Linked DNA regions of Zea mays: region 1 is linked to region 2. A link is a contact called in public Hi-C data. All regions are on one chromosome and are shown on one strand. The core of a region is the stretch at or near the end of the contact, and the rest is flanking DNA. Distances in the headings are between cores, read along the strand shown. Region 1 holds the start of LOC100279575 (Peroxidase superfamily protein). Region 2 holds the start of LOC103652863 (GTP-binding protein SAR2).

Region 1 (7,649 bases), core at 4,293-6,792, 130 kb before region 2:
AATAGCCTAGCAAAAATAATCACAAAGGTACTGGCTGAGAGATTGGCTCCAAAACTGGGACAACTAGTATCTCGCTCACAAAATGCCTTTATCAAGGGAAGGTGCATTCATGACAATTTTTTATATGTCCAAAGAGTAATCCAGAAGCTGCACAAATCCAAGAAGCCATCTCTCTTCATCAAGTTGGACATAGCAAAAGCTTTTGACTCTGTTAGCTGGGCATATCTTTTGGAGGTGCTGGAAGCTTTTGGTTTCGGTAGAAAATGGAGAAATTGGATTTCAGCTATCCTTGCTTCCTCTTCGTCGCGTATCTTAATGAATGGCAGACTAGGAAGAAAAAATCATTCATAAGCGTGGCCTTCGTCAAGGAGATCCTCTATCTCCGATGTTGTTCATCTTGGCTATCGATCCACTTCAGAGAATTATAGAGCGTGCTATTCACTCGAGCGTCCTCTCTCATGCCCTTCCTAAGCTGGCTACTTTGCACTGCTCACTCTATGCTGACGACGCTGGACTATTTGCAAAGCCGTCGGCTTCTGACCTGTATGCTTTAAGGCGCATCCTCCAGACCTTTAGTGATTGTTCTGGTCTCAAGTTTAATATGAGTAAAACAGAGTTGTACCCTATTCGGTGTCATCCTGGTGTAGTTGAGGCACTTCTTCACTGCTTCCCTGGAAAGATTGCCTCTTTCCCTGGAAAATATCTTGGTCTGCCCCTTCACACTAGAAAACTTAGAAGAATTGAGATGCAGCCTCTGGTTGACAAAATTCGTGCAAGGCTTCCAAGATGGAAAGGAAAATTGCTCTCCAAAGCGGGTAGATTGACTCTCGTTAACACAGTTCTGTCCTCTCAACCAATCTACCACCTAACGGTATTTCCAGCCCAGAGATGGTTACTGAAGCAAATTGACAAAATTAGACGAGGGTTTCTTTGGAAAGGCGAGGAACCAGAAGTAATGAGTGGTGGCATTTGCCTTGTGAACTGGCCAACGGTTTCACGCCCAAAAAATCTTGGTGGTCTTGGAGTGGTAGACCTGGAACGCTTTGCTCGAGCTCTTCGAATCCGTTGGATGTGGTTCCAATGGAGAGACCGGGACAGGGCCTGGACGGGGCTTGACACCCCATGTACCAAAGAAGATAGAGACTTGTTTCATGCTTCAACTTCGGTGACAGTTGGCAATGGGACCCTTGCTTCTTTCTGGTTCTCCAATTGGATTAATGGCATGGCGGCGCGTCTCATTGCCCCCAATCTCTTCATTAAGGCAAAGCACAAAAACATTAAGGTACATAAGGCCCTGCTCAACAATACATGGATTTCTCTTATTTCTCCGGTTTCTGGGGAAACTGAAATAATTGAATTTGTGAGACTTTGGGAAGCCATCCATGAAGTCCATATAAATATTGAGGAAGTAGACAAAATCAAATGGCGCTGGACATCAGATGGCGAATACTCTACCAAGAGTGCTTACCTGGCTCAGTTCCACGGGAGTTTTGCCAAGCTCAAACTTTCTCCAGTTTGGAAGGCGAAGACAGAGCCTAAATGTCGGTTCTTTGCATGGACCCTCCTCCATAACAAAATTCTAACGGCCAATAATCTTCAGAAGCGAGGTTGGAATAATGATCCTATCTGCAAGCTTTGTAAGCGCGAACCAGAGACGGTGGGCCATCTAGCAAAAGATTGCATATTCACAAAATCATGTTGGAGTTGGCTCAGCTCGTGGTACAACCTCTCCTCTCTGCCAAAGTTGGACCAGTGCTCGTCGGTCTATGGATGGTGGAGGAAGTGCAGACTAAAAGTAGAGAAAACTGCTCGCAAGGAATTCGATGGTCTCTGTATTTACTTTTGGTGGGAGATTTGGAAAGAAAGAAATCGAAGAATCTTTCATGGTCTTGAGAAGAGCGAGCGAGAAGTGGCCAACTTCGTCAAAGAAGATTTCAACCCGCAAAGAGCTTCTAGTTAATTTTAGCGTTTTAGCGTTTTGTTTGTGTGGCGTGCTGGGTTTCTAGTGGGCTGTTTTGCTAGTGCTTCTTTTCTTTTCTTTGCCCCCCTCTACCCTAGTGTTGTTTTTCCTTTTCCTTTCCAGTGTTTGTAAGTGTCCCTTTCTAATAAATTTTTGGCCATGGCAATGCTCTTGCCGTGTCCTTTTTCAAAAAAAAAATTAAATGAAGACATATATGAGAGTGTCTCGTAGGAGATGAGGGAGTTTCATGGGGATGAAACTATGGAAACATTGTTTTCTAGACAAATCTTGACATGGTAGCATTGGAAACAGTGAGATAAAACTACCATTGAGAATGGCATAAGAGCATCTCTAACAAGGCGCCTTAAGTTAGTGCACAAAAAAGTAAATTACCATATCATTTAAAATGTTTAGGACACTAAAAACAAATTGAGCTCCAATACTTAAACCCTAAATCATGTATTTTAGGAAATAAAATACATTAGGTTAATGGTAATGCAGAAAACAAGAGGATATGACATTAATATAGGGCATAGTATATTAAGGCTACCTTATTGTTTGTTCTATATTTTTATGATAAAAAAATTATAAAATAGAATATTATTGGAGTTGTGTTTTATGAGTTAAACCTTATATTTCAAGATAGACACTGAATTAAGGTATTGTTAGAGATGGTCTAAATAAATTAAAGGCTACTAAAGGTTGGTAGTATCTGACATGTTATCCATCATGGACCATGTAAGACCGTCTGTAGCAGTCTACTCATAGTTTAGGCAAAAGCACTGTTTTTTTACTTGTATTGTTCGCAGAGTAGATTTTGAATATGGTATGAGAATGGATAAGCTACTGGGGATAGTTTAACGTGGCTGATTCATCCAGTTCAATAGGGAACAGTAGTCATGGCAAGTAGAACGCAGAATTTGCTACCATCCCTGAAAATAATTTGAACCACGAACCTAAACTTCCAAAACTGTACTTCAGTGTTCAGTCCAGCAAACTTTTATATCTAGGTGTAACTGCCAGGTAGCTAGCTAGCTCCTGCTGGTACACTACTAAAAGCCAAAATCAAAGTACCCATAGTTCAAATCTTGGCGAAAACAAAATGCGGCCTCTGAAGCTAGCCAGACACGCCAGATCTAGAAGCTGAAAAACGCCATGAATGCTACACCACTTTGCAGTTGCATGATAGTGCAGTGGCGCCATGCTACACTCCTCTTGCAGACCAGCAGTCCTTTTCCCAATAAAACACAGAACCAGTGCAATAAAGCTCTTGCCAGCTTGTGCCCGCCAGCCAACCATCCATGGATGGGCATGGAACCAAGAGAAATGCCGCGAAGTTTCTTGATGGCCTTGCTGTAAGGAGAACTGCATGAGGTGCGGTTGGTCTTGCATCAGTGCTGCAGCTCATCATTTTAATTTCAGTTATAAATGCAGGTCTTGTTTGCAGTTGCGCCGTGTGGAATAATTTGCTCATCATACATTTAGAAGTGACTGACTCAGTTATAATTTACCGTGAATAAATGTTGTGCGTGATCTATCAACATATATATAGATGAATAGCAAATACGAGTACTTAACTGTAGCTATAGGGGACGTTGGAGTACTTTGTATAACTATCGTACGATGACAGTATCTTCTACAGTACAAGAAAAAAGTAATTGCGCAATAATGTCCGATGACAATCAGCTAGCAGAATATATATAAAAAATATATATAATTAAGCAGATGAATATATATTGCAATATAAAAATCAACACTTTTTACAGTTACAGTAGACACAACAGCAAATGAATTTCCAAAACCGAACAACAAGACTCATGTAGTAATTTCTATGTAAACACAAGGCCGAGTAATTCATGTTATACCCTATATATACGCCACAGTGTAGCTATATATATGTGTACCGCATCAGAAGGAGAGCTGCACAGATCTTAAAGCTAAGCAAATTGCTTTTTCAAAACCTTGTGCAGTTTCCGTTTCGTCGATACTATACATACACAGCTAGTGAAGCACTGCTTGAACCTCCCTTTAATTTGCACAGTGAGACGAGAGATCTACGCGATGTGTGTACTCTGTACTCATGAATGGAACGAATGGATGAAGAAGAGAGAAACACTGCCATGAAAGCAGGCAACCAAACCCCACCGTACGTACGTGCTCTTCATGCTTATATGGATGGGGCCGGCCAGCCAGCTAGCTGTGTGCAATGAATGAAGGGACGATCTATGGACGGTACGCGCTTGCATTGCATTGGCGGGAGCGGAATCAGTCAGTTGAACTTGGAGCAGACCTTCCGGACCTCGCCCTGCTTGCTGCCGGTGACCACGCCGACGCTGCCCATGCGGACCATGGCGTCCGCGAAGTCCTGCCGGAAGTAGGGCCCGAAGAAGTTGCTGAGCAGGCCGGAGTAGGAGTCGACGACGTCGACCGTGGCCGTGTCGTTGTAGAGCGCGGCGTCGGTGCCGATGACGGCGAAGCCGTTGCGGATGTTGCGGAGGATGGAGGTGTCGAAGACGTTCTCGCTGCCGCGGTCCAGGGCCAGGCGCGTGTTGAAGTCCCCCGGCGCGCACCGGGCCTTGAGCTCCGACAGGAAGCCCGGCGGGATGGTCGGGTCCGAGCCCCGCCCGCCGCCCGGCAGCGGGAAGTTGTAGAGCCGGTCCTGGAGGAAGAAGCACGCCGTCGTGCCCACCGTGTGCGCAGCTGCGTGCATGCATGTGTCGGCGCAATGGCGTGGGTCAGCTAGGTACGTACCTAGCTAATTAGCTAATTAGCTAGAGAGACAGGAGATGCATGCAGCATGCGTACCGGTGAGGAGGACGAGGTCCTTCTCGTCAAGGCCGTTGGCGCGGAACTTGGAGCGGAGCGCGTCGATGCCGTCGTGCACGTCCGGCAGCGCGTCGGCGTCCCGCAGGTTGGACACCTTCCCGTCGAGCCGCCCCGTGGGCACGTCGAACGACGGCCCGCCGGTCTGCATATACACGTACGCCATCGTACGTCACGCGCGCGTACGTGTTCACGTCGGTCAGATCCCGGCCAGTTATATATCAACGTGACATATTACACACATCATGCGCAAACGTACGAAGGCGACGGCGTCTCGGGCAGCGAGCACGACGATGTCGGCGCAGGAGACGACGCCGGGGCACTGCGCCTCGAGCTGCGTCTTGGCGCCCTCGATGATCTCCAGGCCGCGGAGGCCCTGGTGCTTGCCGTTGTCCACCTCGGCGTTGTTGTTGTTGTTGCCGCCGCCCTTGATGAGCACCGACCCGTCGCAGCCGCGGACGAAGCAGTCGTGGAACTGGAGCCGGATGAGCGCCGGGAGGATGGTGGGGTCGGCGGACCCGGACTGCCGGACGACGGACGCCACGGTGGACTCGGCGTCCGGGCAGGACTTGGAGTAGAACCCCACCTGGAGCTGGCCGTTGGAGACGCCTGCGCCCGCGAGCAGCAGCAGCAGCAGCAAGCATGGCAGGGCCAAGCCGGGAGCGTTGCTGCCTCTGATACTACACCTTGTGGTGCCGGCCATCTTTGAGTTCGAGAGGGAGGTCGATCGCGAGGTGGGTACTAGCACAAGGCCGCCGGGGATGGAAGACGTGCAAGTCCTGTGAGCTGCGTAAATGAGCTTTTATAGGCTATTTTGGTGAGGCGGTTGGCCCCAATGCTTTGCTGCGGCATAGTATGTGTAGGTGCACGGTGTATTGTTTGACCTCACCAGACTGTGTAGCAGGGTAGTAGGTACGTGGCGAACATCTGGTACACGGCACAAAAACTGCCATACATATTTAGCTCATTAATATTTAATTTGTGTGTTATTTAATAAGTCAATAACTCTTTTTTGAGGTCGGCTAAACTTTAAACAATATTTTAGATCATGTGTTTGAAACCATGCATAAACCATGTAGGTAATCGATCCAAACAGAAAAGCTCGGAAGGAGACAAACAAATCGTGACGATGCTTGTTTTTTACAATATAATGTGAACATGTATAAGTTTTCGCTTTTTGGAAATTTTATTGTACGCATCAACGTATAGTTCATTCTATATCGAGATTCCTTTGATGTGAAAATATTTCCCGGCCAGCTGAATCTAGCTACATATATACCCCGGAGTTCAGTCTTAATTAAATCTCACTATGAACGTTGCACATGGTCCTACACCCACGGCAGAGGGACGTGCACCAAGGAGGAGCGGAAGGAGATGGTCAATGTGGTTGGCACAGCGCCGCACACATGAGGGTGTCGGCTGAGCTGCCGGGGTTGGTTTGGTTCTGTGATTGTCTACTGCATGCTGGCGTACGTAGCTACCTACCATACGTATGAATGGTGAATGATTACAGGGTAACATGCATGCATGTGTAGCCTGTGTACGTCGTCACTGACTGCATGCACCTGCAGTCCTAGGATCTGATCCAGAAAGTGGGCAGATCGATGCGTGTGTACTCCTGTACTTGTGCATTCGTTCTGAAAGCCTTTTACTTGGAGAAAAGCATGCCAGAAAGTACGTCGTTACCGGTTGGAGTTGGAGGATGTGGGGCAACTCGGCCTGCCTGGCTTTTACGGTTAGAGTTGTCTCCCGTTTTCCATTGCAGGAGGTACAGTTGCACTCATCACCACATGTGTGCATTGGCTGCAAGCACCTGAGGGCTCCTCGCGTGTGAATTTCACAAGTAAACCTAGATCTCTCCTCTTGACGCGTGGTCTGCTGATCACAAGACAAATCTTAGGATCTATCCTCCTCCTCGACGTATTACTACCACCTGCCTTTCAAAGATTTTTTTTTTGTAATGGCTCTGCCCTGGATTCTATGTTCGCACTGGAAATATATATCTTGAGCCCCCTGCCTTCACACCAGATGAAAAATGTAAGTACGTATGCCCCACCAGATGAAAAATGTAATCTAAAACGACATGCAAATTTAGTAACCATGAACCCTAACGAATGCAGTGATACAATATGCAACAGAATAATATACATTTGGCTTATCTAGACGACTGTTTCTTGTTACGTCACTTGTAGAAAATAGCTGTTGATTTCATATATCGTCATCGGAAGAGCTAGCATGCAAGTCCGTCCTCAACCAGTCACACTCTTCTTCTTCCTTCCTCGTCTACAACAACAACAATTGTATACATCTGCTGGTTGCCCCACCTAATACAACAACAACAACAACAAATCGCCCTCCGAAATACTCGTTTCGACCAAATAGCGACTACTACTAACTACAGCTTCTTCTTGGACATGGAGTGAAGAGATTGGAACGAAACCTAATCAAGCAGCCGGCCGTAACATCAGCAGCGACTCTGCTAGCTGCTGCTTTCAGAGCGGGATCGATCGAAGCTCGGCCCACTGGCCCACCCAATTAAAAGGCCGAAGTATTGGGACAGCTACCAGTACGGTCCTGGAATGGCAGATTATTATCCTCTCAGAGCAGACACGAAGAAATAATCATCATCAAGACCCTGACAGTGAAAGCAAGCAGCCCTTGTATCTAAACTGCCTTCTTTCTTTCTTTTCAACAAGTTCAAATCCAGATCTATCAAACAACAGCAACTGATGGAATAAAACGGAGCACACGAGTCTGGCACACTAATACATTGTCCAGGTCGTCGACGAACCTGTGCTGATTGCGGCATTCATTTATGGCGTACAAGAAGATTGCTTACAACACACAGCACTACTACAGGAGAGTG
Region 2 (7,050 bases), core at 4,542-7,041:
GTGGCCTGAATCAAGTCGGTTTGTGCTACTTTCTATGTTGATCGGTGCCCGGTTGCTTATGCGACTGGTGCGTACAGTTGTATTTCTGTTATGCCAATAATAGAAATGGAGGTTCTCTGGTCGAAAAAAATCCATGCAGTCTACCTTGGATAAGGTGTGATAGTCCTCAGGGTATTCAACTAGAAAACTGACCAAAGACACCAAAGTTTCAAACTTTGGACGAAATACTTGTAATCTTCTATTTTTCTCAGCTTCGATTGCCACCTCTGATCCATATGATACATAAGAGTCCCTCTTGATTAGGCTTAAGACGGTGCTGGCAATTAATTGTCATAGAGGAAATATCAAATTCCAGAAGAGAAGTAACTTCTAGCAATGTGTTCACTATATATTTGAATTGAATCAACTAAACCTGTGGTAATCAAGTCAACATAGGATTTACCCATGTCTGCATATAAATGAGCAATAGCTTTTACATCTTCTTCATCCTTAGATGGATCTTAGGGCTGCTCTTTCAGACCCATAATATGAAGGACAAGAATTTGAATTAGCGGCATTCGCTCAGCAATAGCACCAAAGCCATAAGATACAGTAGCATCATGTATCATTTCAGATGTAACATTTACAACTTCCTCCAATAATTGATCAGAGTTAAATGAAGAGAGTGCCAAATGGACCAAAGGATGTGATGCAAGTTCAGAGGCAGAGATTCCACGACAGCTGCCAGGCGTCGAGCGTGTGCTGGAACTTCTGAAGCTAGCGATATGACAGTGGTGTGGATGGCGTCATCCGGGTGGTGATACAGCGCTGCGAGCGCCTCTTTCACCGTCACCTGCGCTTCCATGACAGCGATAGCGTCGCCTAGCTCTAACCCTCCCTCAAACGCCACTCCTCCCTCTCCCCGCTGTTTGATGTAATATCCCGATGTATTCCCCTGGTAACTTGATGTTTCTATTCGTAATTTCTGCACTTAGAGCGATTCACCGACCACCGCATCTCTCCCTAACTGACAGGGCCGGATTGGTCGTCTAGGGTCAGTATAGCAGACTAGCAGTATGTATCAACTCCTCTGTGTTAGCAGCCCCGATGATCGTCGGCCAGTTTGTCACGCAATAATGATATTGGAATATATTCAATCACCAATGACTATGATCTTTAGTTTTACCATCATCATAAGTGCTTTGGAGAGAGTAGCCTGGCTAACTTCACAAAAGCATTTGTTGTTTGTGGAAAATCTCAAGGTAGTAAAAAAAATGCACTCAGATCTATATAATAAGGGAAAAACATGATATTGACTTGACATTCATCATTATCATCTCTTATATGTAACCATGACGCCTTGTCGTACTAGTGAGGGGGCAAATCATGCTCTTGTTGTTATTTCACTGATCACACTTATATTATTACGTTTTCATGCAAAGCCAAACTTCAAACCAATCTGATCAGTCACGTCCTAATGGACTCTAATACAGTCACGTCCTAAATGTACTATCTTCCATTCAAGTGCTCAAACCATGCATATAGCATGTTCGATATTCATAGCATTTCTTTCCTATCTGATATTTATAGCTACACGTACGACACTGCACCCATATATCAACGGGATGTGTTAACAATTGGTTTGTTCCCTGCTCTCTCTCCATCCCAAAATAGTTAACCTAGGCCCGTGCACAAGACAGTGCAGCCTGTTCGGCTGAACAGGGCCCCCATTTCTTTGGGGCCCCAACTTTCCATGTATGACCCATTAGTAATGCTAATTAGATTATTAGGAACTAGAAAGTAAATCCTGCTGGGTGCGGCCTGCTAGACGGATACAATGTGTCTTTTTTTAATCGTTTCTCATACCGTTCGACGTGACCTTGTTTCGCCTGCTGCCAAGCGCCCAGTGTGCTGCTGCCTGATGGGCGACGATCACGGACATTTGTTTCGCCTGCCACCAGCGCACAACGTGATTCTGTCGTCTACACTACACTCGTTCGTCGTCTAGCGGTAGGCAGCCAACGCGGCAACAACGATCCCCCTCCGTCGCTTGCTTTGTGTCTTGATATTTAGGAAACAAAGGGCATGTTTGATTCGTGGCTAACTGTGTTACACTTTGCCTAAAGTTAGTCGTTCGAATTGAAGAACTAACCTTAGCCAGAAAAGTTAGGCAAAGTGTGGCAAGTTAGGTAGCGAACCAAACAAGCCCAAAAAGTTCAAATCATAAGGTACCTCTAACATCCTATTGTATACATGTATATTTATTTGCTAACTTTGTTAATGAAATAATTTATTGATTATTCTATTTATCTTGTATACTAAATATTGTAGTATTTTAAGTTTCAATTATCGATGTCATGTCTTTGACCAATTGGTCTTTGAAAATATGATTCTGGTTACTAAAAGCTTTGAGAGTGGATTGTTGAATAAGATTGAATATGATCATACCATTAAGAATTTATTGCAAGGAACACAAAGAAAATAAAATTGTTCCAAAATACTTGAAACTCACATTAGTGAAAGCACAAACAAGTTCCATAATCGGTTGAAAACATTTTTGTTTCTCAATTTGAATGGTATAGAGCCCTAGTCATGCATGGTGCACGTATACGAACATAGACACATTATCATGTCGTGATTGGGTGACACACCGCAGAACTAGCACAATAGTTGCATGGGGATTCTCAATTTGAATGGTGCAGAGCTAACACATGAGAGTCATTGGATTACTGCTTGGTGCATATTTCTATTTCTATATATACAAAGCTGGTTCGAAACGATATCGAATAAGGTATCTACGTCGACCTTTTTTCCTTCGTCCATCTGATCGCAATCCAACAGTTGAAAAACATTTCCAACATCTTTGGCCGTGAAGTCTCAGTCTGGCGCTGCGAAGATTCCAGATCCCTCTCACCCATGGCTTGGTGGCCGTCTTCGTCCCATGCCAACGGATAAGGTCGGCCTCTCACCTACTCACGGCGATTCCAGAGCAATCCGAAGGTCGGTGCTACTCCGCCGTCGTCCACCATAGGGAAGGGTCGCTCCACTGCTCCCTCTTCGACGAAAGCAACTGTGAGAACAGATCCCCCTCCGGCCCTGTCCCAACGACTACGCGACCCAACACACTGATGTTGCGAAGTCCCAAGATCCAGCCCCTTCAATCTCCGCTGCGAGCCATCACCAAGAGCCTTGTATCCCTCCCTCTAAAATGCCGAATCCGGCGGCGGAGCTCAGGGCGGTCGTGCGGTGGCTCCAAGGGTCGGCGCCAGCTCCGAATCAGGGCGTGGGGCCAAGCTTTCGCCTAGCGCCATGCCGCCCCTGTGCCTCCACCCTTCCCTCTTCGCATTGCCGCCCCGGTAACTCTACCTCCCTCTCCCCGCCTCAGATCCGTCACACCCCACCCGCCTCGCTTCCTTGGCTCACGGACGGAGTGGCGGCTGCTTCTCTGCCTCCTTCCTGGCCGCCGGGGGCCAAGACCGCGACAGTGAGCGGTCCGCCTCCACTGCGAGAGGAAGGCGCGGGCCTCCAACTCGCCTTCTTGGCGGTGCCGCCCAGGATGGCACACAGAGCAGAGCGGCAGCGACGACGCCTCCTAGCAATCGACACGGGCCCACAACTCCATCCCGAAGTGCTTCTCTGTGCGCTAGCGCTTCTTCGTCCTTGGACGGGGCTAGGCCGCAGCAGAGCGCCGAACACAGGCCAGCAACGGCGCCATTGCTGCTCCCTAGGTCATCGGGTTTCCATTGCTCTGCTTTACTATGTGCTAATGCAGCTCACTTCTAAAATGTCTTTTGCCTTGCAAGTTGCTTGGAGATGGAAGCAAGATTTTGAAGTTTTAAGGTCTGCAGTCCCGTGGTCTCGCTCCTGGCAGCCTCGCTTATTTCCTGGATCCTGGATTTCTCCTCTCCAACTCTCTAACCGAGCTACATACATTGTTAATTGGTATTTCTCATTTCAGCTAGGTATTATTTTGTCTCAGATTTCTATGGTTGTTTTTTTCATATGATGTCTGGCCATTCCCTGCACAACTGGCCATTCTCATATTTCTATGGCATGTTCTATAGAGCTTGCTAGACTTTTCCTAAAGTGCAGATATATATTTTTCTCAGTATGTTGTGTGGTGACTATGCATAATAGTTTTTCAAAGGAGCTAACCAAGTATAGTAGTTGTACCATCAATAATCATTGCCATAGTCCAAGCTTCACTTTTGTTTGATTTGAGGAGAATAGAGGTGGTGCTAAGCCATAAGGGTAAAACAGCGTGATGTTATCCTGATTGTTGAATGACCTTTGATCATATATGGTGCAAGGTTTCGCACTTTTGCTTGGCTATACTTGAATAAGCTGAATTACATTTTTCGCATTCATACTTAAATCTATATAGAATATACAGTCAGCCAAGAGTACTGCTAAATTAGAATTGTTCTGATGTTTGGGTTGAAGTTCTGACGAAAGAGTTTCCAAGAGACATGGATATTATATATGGTTCTGTAGACGGAGAAAATTTGGTGTGTGTTTGAATGCCCTGGGAGTACTACAACAATTCAACAATGATCAAAGAAGTCTACATCAAAGATATGAGATACAAAATTCTCCCTTATGTATTATTACTGCCATCTTGCCAGATAAAGAATGTGACAAGTACTAAGAAATTTTCTCAGCACTAATGCTTCCAACAACCTGTCTATTTATACTAACATAGTTGAACACGCGCCCATGGGCGCGCGTCAAACACTAGTATGTAATCACTACTAAGAGGTTTTCTGAATAATAGTCACGGACTCGTAGTAGATAAATCGTCTGAGCGAGTCAGAGCTCTCAGAGGTAGGAAAAATGTAATTGTATTGCTGTGCCAGCCTACTTAATTGATGTACTGCGACATCCACTTGAACCCTTCGCCATAGCCCATTTTACGGACGACGCTGCACATGAAGACCTCGACGGGGCGCACTCCGGTGCCGGCGAGGTCCACGGTGCCCTTGCCGGTGGTGCAGCCGGTGAGCCCGAGGTAGTAGGCAAGCGCATGCTCGGGCGCTGCCTGCGGAATGTCAATCTTGTTCCCCAGCACGAGGAACGGCACGCCGGCCAGAGCGTCGTCCGACAGCAGCGCGCCGAGCTCCGTCTTCGACTCGTCAAAACGGCCGCCGTCGGCAGCGTCCACCATGTACACCACCGCGTCAACCTGCAGCCAACAAGTGCGTGTGGCGCGCGAGCACGCGCGTGCACGCACGGATCATCAGAGCATGAACAGGAGAGAAGAATAAATGCAAGTAAGTATGGGTGAATGAAGCAGAAGCAGAGGGCGTGTGATGAGTGTGATGCATGGCTGGCGAGTGCTGTCGGCGTAGTAGCCAGCGGAGCAAACCTTGGCGTAGTAGTCCTTCCAGACACGGCGCGCGATCCGGTGGCCGCCGAGGTCGAACGCCTTGAACTTGATCCGCCCGATGCTCAGCTCCTCCGACGTCGGGAGCTGCGTCGGCGCGTGCTGACTCAACCTCTGCATAGCACAACGACGACACAGCAGGGCGACCGTTGTTCACTATCCCGGCCGGCACGCGAGAAGAAATCATCAACTGCATGTGGTAGCAAGCAAAACCAGGGCGCCAGAATGTGTACCTCGTCCTTGAGCATGTGGAGCAGCGTGGTCTTGCCGGCGTTGTCGAGGCCGAGGAAGAGGATCTTGGCCTCCTTCTGCCACAGCCGCCGCAGGGAGACAAACAAGTCGCACAACCAATCCACCAGAAACATCGCCGCCGACGAGAGAGACCGGCACGTACGGCAGCCTCTCGATCGTCTCGCTCGCTAAGGTGTGTCCTATATAGAAAGACGACCTGACATGACATGCATCCCAGCTCTGTATATATAGACGTAGGGATTCCATGAAACAAAGAGGAATTTTCGATTAAAAGAATGGTACGCAAGGAGAAAACAAATGGAAATGTTTCTGTCAAACGCGCGAGGAGGGCAGACCACGGGGACACCTCACCGGTTCGATCTGCTGCGCCGATCCTTCATCCGATGGTTGTAGACTTGCAGGTGAGGTGAGGCCGAGTCGCTTCCTTCGTCCAGCGGCATGCCAACCCTGCCACTTGCCTCGTGCCGCATCAATGTAAGCTTACCTTTTTTCTGTCTACCGTTAAATCGACACCGTGTGATGACACTTATACTATCCACTAGGTATATGCTCGTACGTTGCAACGGAACCAATATGTTAAAATACATTGATATGCAAAAATACTAAATGTTATCCTATACGTGGATGTTTATATATCTTAAAAGATGTAGGACTACTCTAAAGTTCTAGAGACAACTTAATTTTGGTTGACAGCACAATATATGGTCATACATATGTTATTGCTGCATTATTTTTTCTTGTTGCAACATACAGGTATTTACCTAGCATGAATATAAAATGACATTCCTCTATAACTATAAGTGTTGATGTAAATTTCATCCCAAAAATAAAAAAACAAATATGCAGCAACAAAGTTGTATAAGAAAAGAGTTACCTCATCAGAAAGTTTATATGCAAGTTGTGCTCTCGTTACATCAATGGGTGTGTCTATATCAAGACCTAAACCGAGAGCATTTTGTGACTTCAGAATGTTCTTGAGATGCAATAAGAGATATATGGAACAATAAATATAACAAAAAAAATAATATTGATGGTATGACTTCAGAATTGAACTAACACCTAAACAAAACTGAGAAGGTATGCAGAAAATTAACGAGTGTTTTTATAATCAATTACCTGGGAGTCAGTTGCCTGCAAAGAATTTGATATGGTTATAACATGGGCCAACTGAAAGCTCCAAGTATCTCATTCATATATCAAAGCATGGACACTTACGGGGCGTTTGGATCCCTTCATTTTAGAGGAATTGAAATTCACTCAATAAAGTAACTTATTTAGTTTGGAATTTGACATTCCACCACTTTCCAAAGTTCAGATATAAGCCTATCTCAAATTTATGGGGTGGAGGGTGGAAAATGATTTTATGCATTAGTAGAATTTGTTTCTACTCTGTAACTTACATGACACTCTTCGTCTCACTCCTCTATAGTAAAAAT

The links. Hi-C and Micro-C count contacts between places; a contact is called where the count stands out from the background.
Region 1: a Hi-C map of leaf shows a contact between it and region 2, with 2.7 times the contacts expected there. The contact joins the promoter of LOC100279575 here to the promoter of LOC103652863 in region 2. A contact is called at or near these places in 2 of 25 Hi-C or Micro-C datasets (both in leaf).

What each region holds. Positions count from the first base shown.
Region 1 is chr4:14,912,099-14,919,747 of Zm-B73-REFERENCE-NAM-5.0, reverse strand. It overlaps LOC100279575 (Peroxidase superfamily protein), which reads right to left and starts at 5,542. Exons shown (of 3, transcript NM_001317829.1): 1 at 5,043-5,542; 2 at 4,766-4,928; 3 at 3,674-4,660. The coding sequence starts at 5,486. The coding sequence ends at 4,230.
Region 2 is chr4:14,779,306-14,786,355 of Zm-B73-REFERENCE-NAM-5.0, reverse strand. LOC103652863 (GTP-binding protein SAR2) reads right to left here and starts at 5,791. Exons shown (of 3, transcript XM_008679842.2): 1 at 5,596-5,791; 2 at 5,345-5,476; 3 at 4,563-5,161. The coding sequence starts at 5,727. The coding sequence ends at 4,841.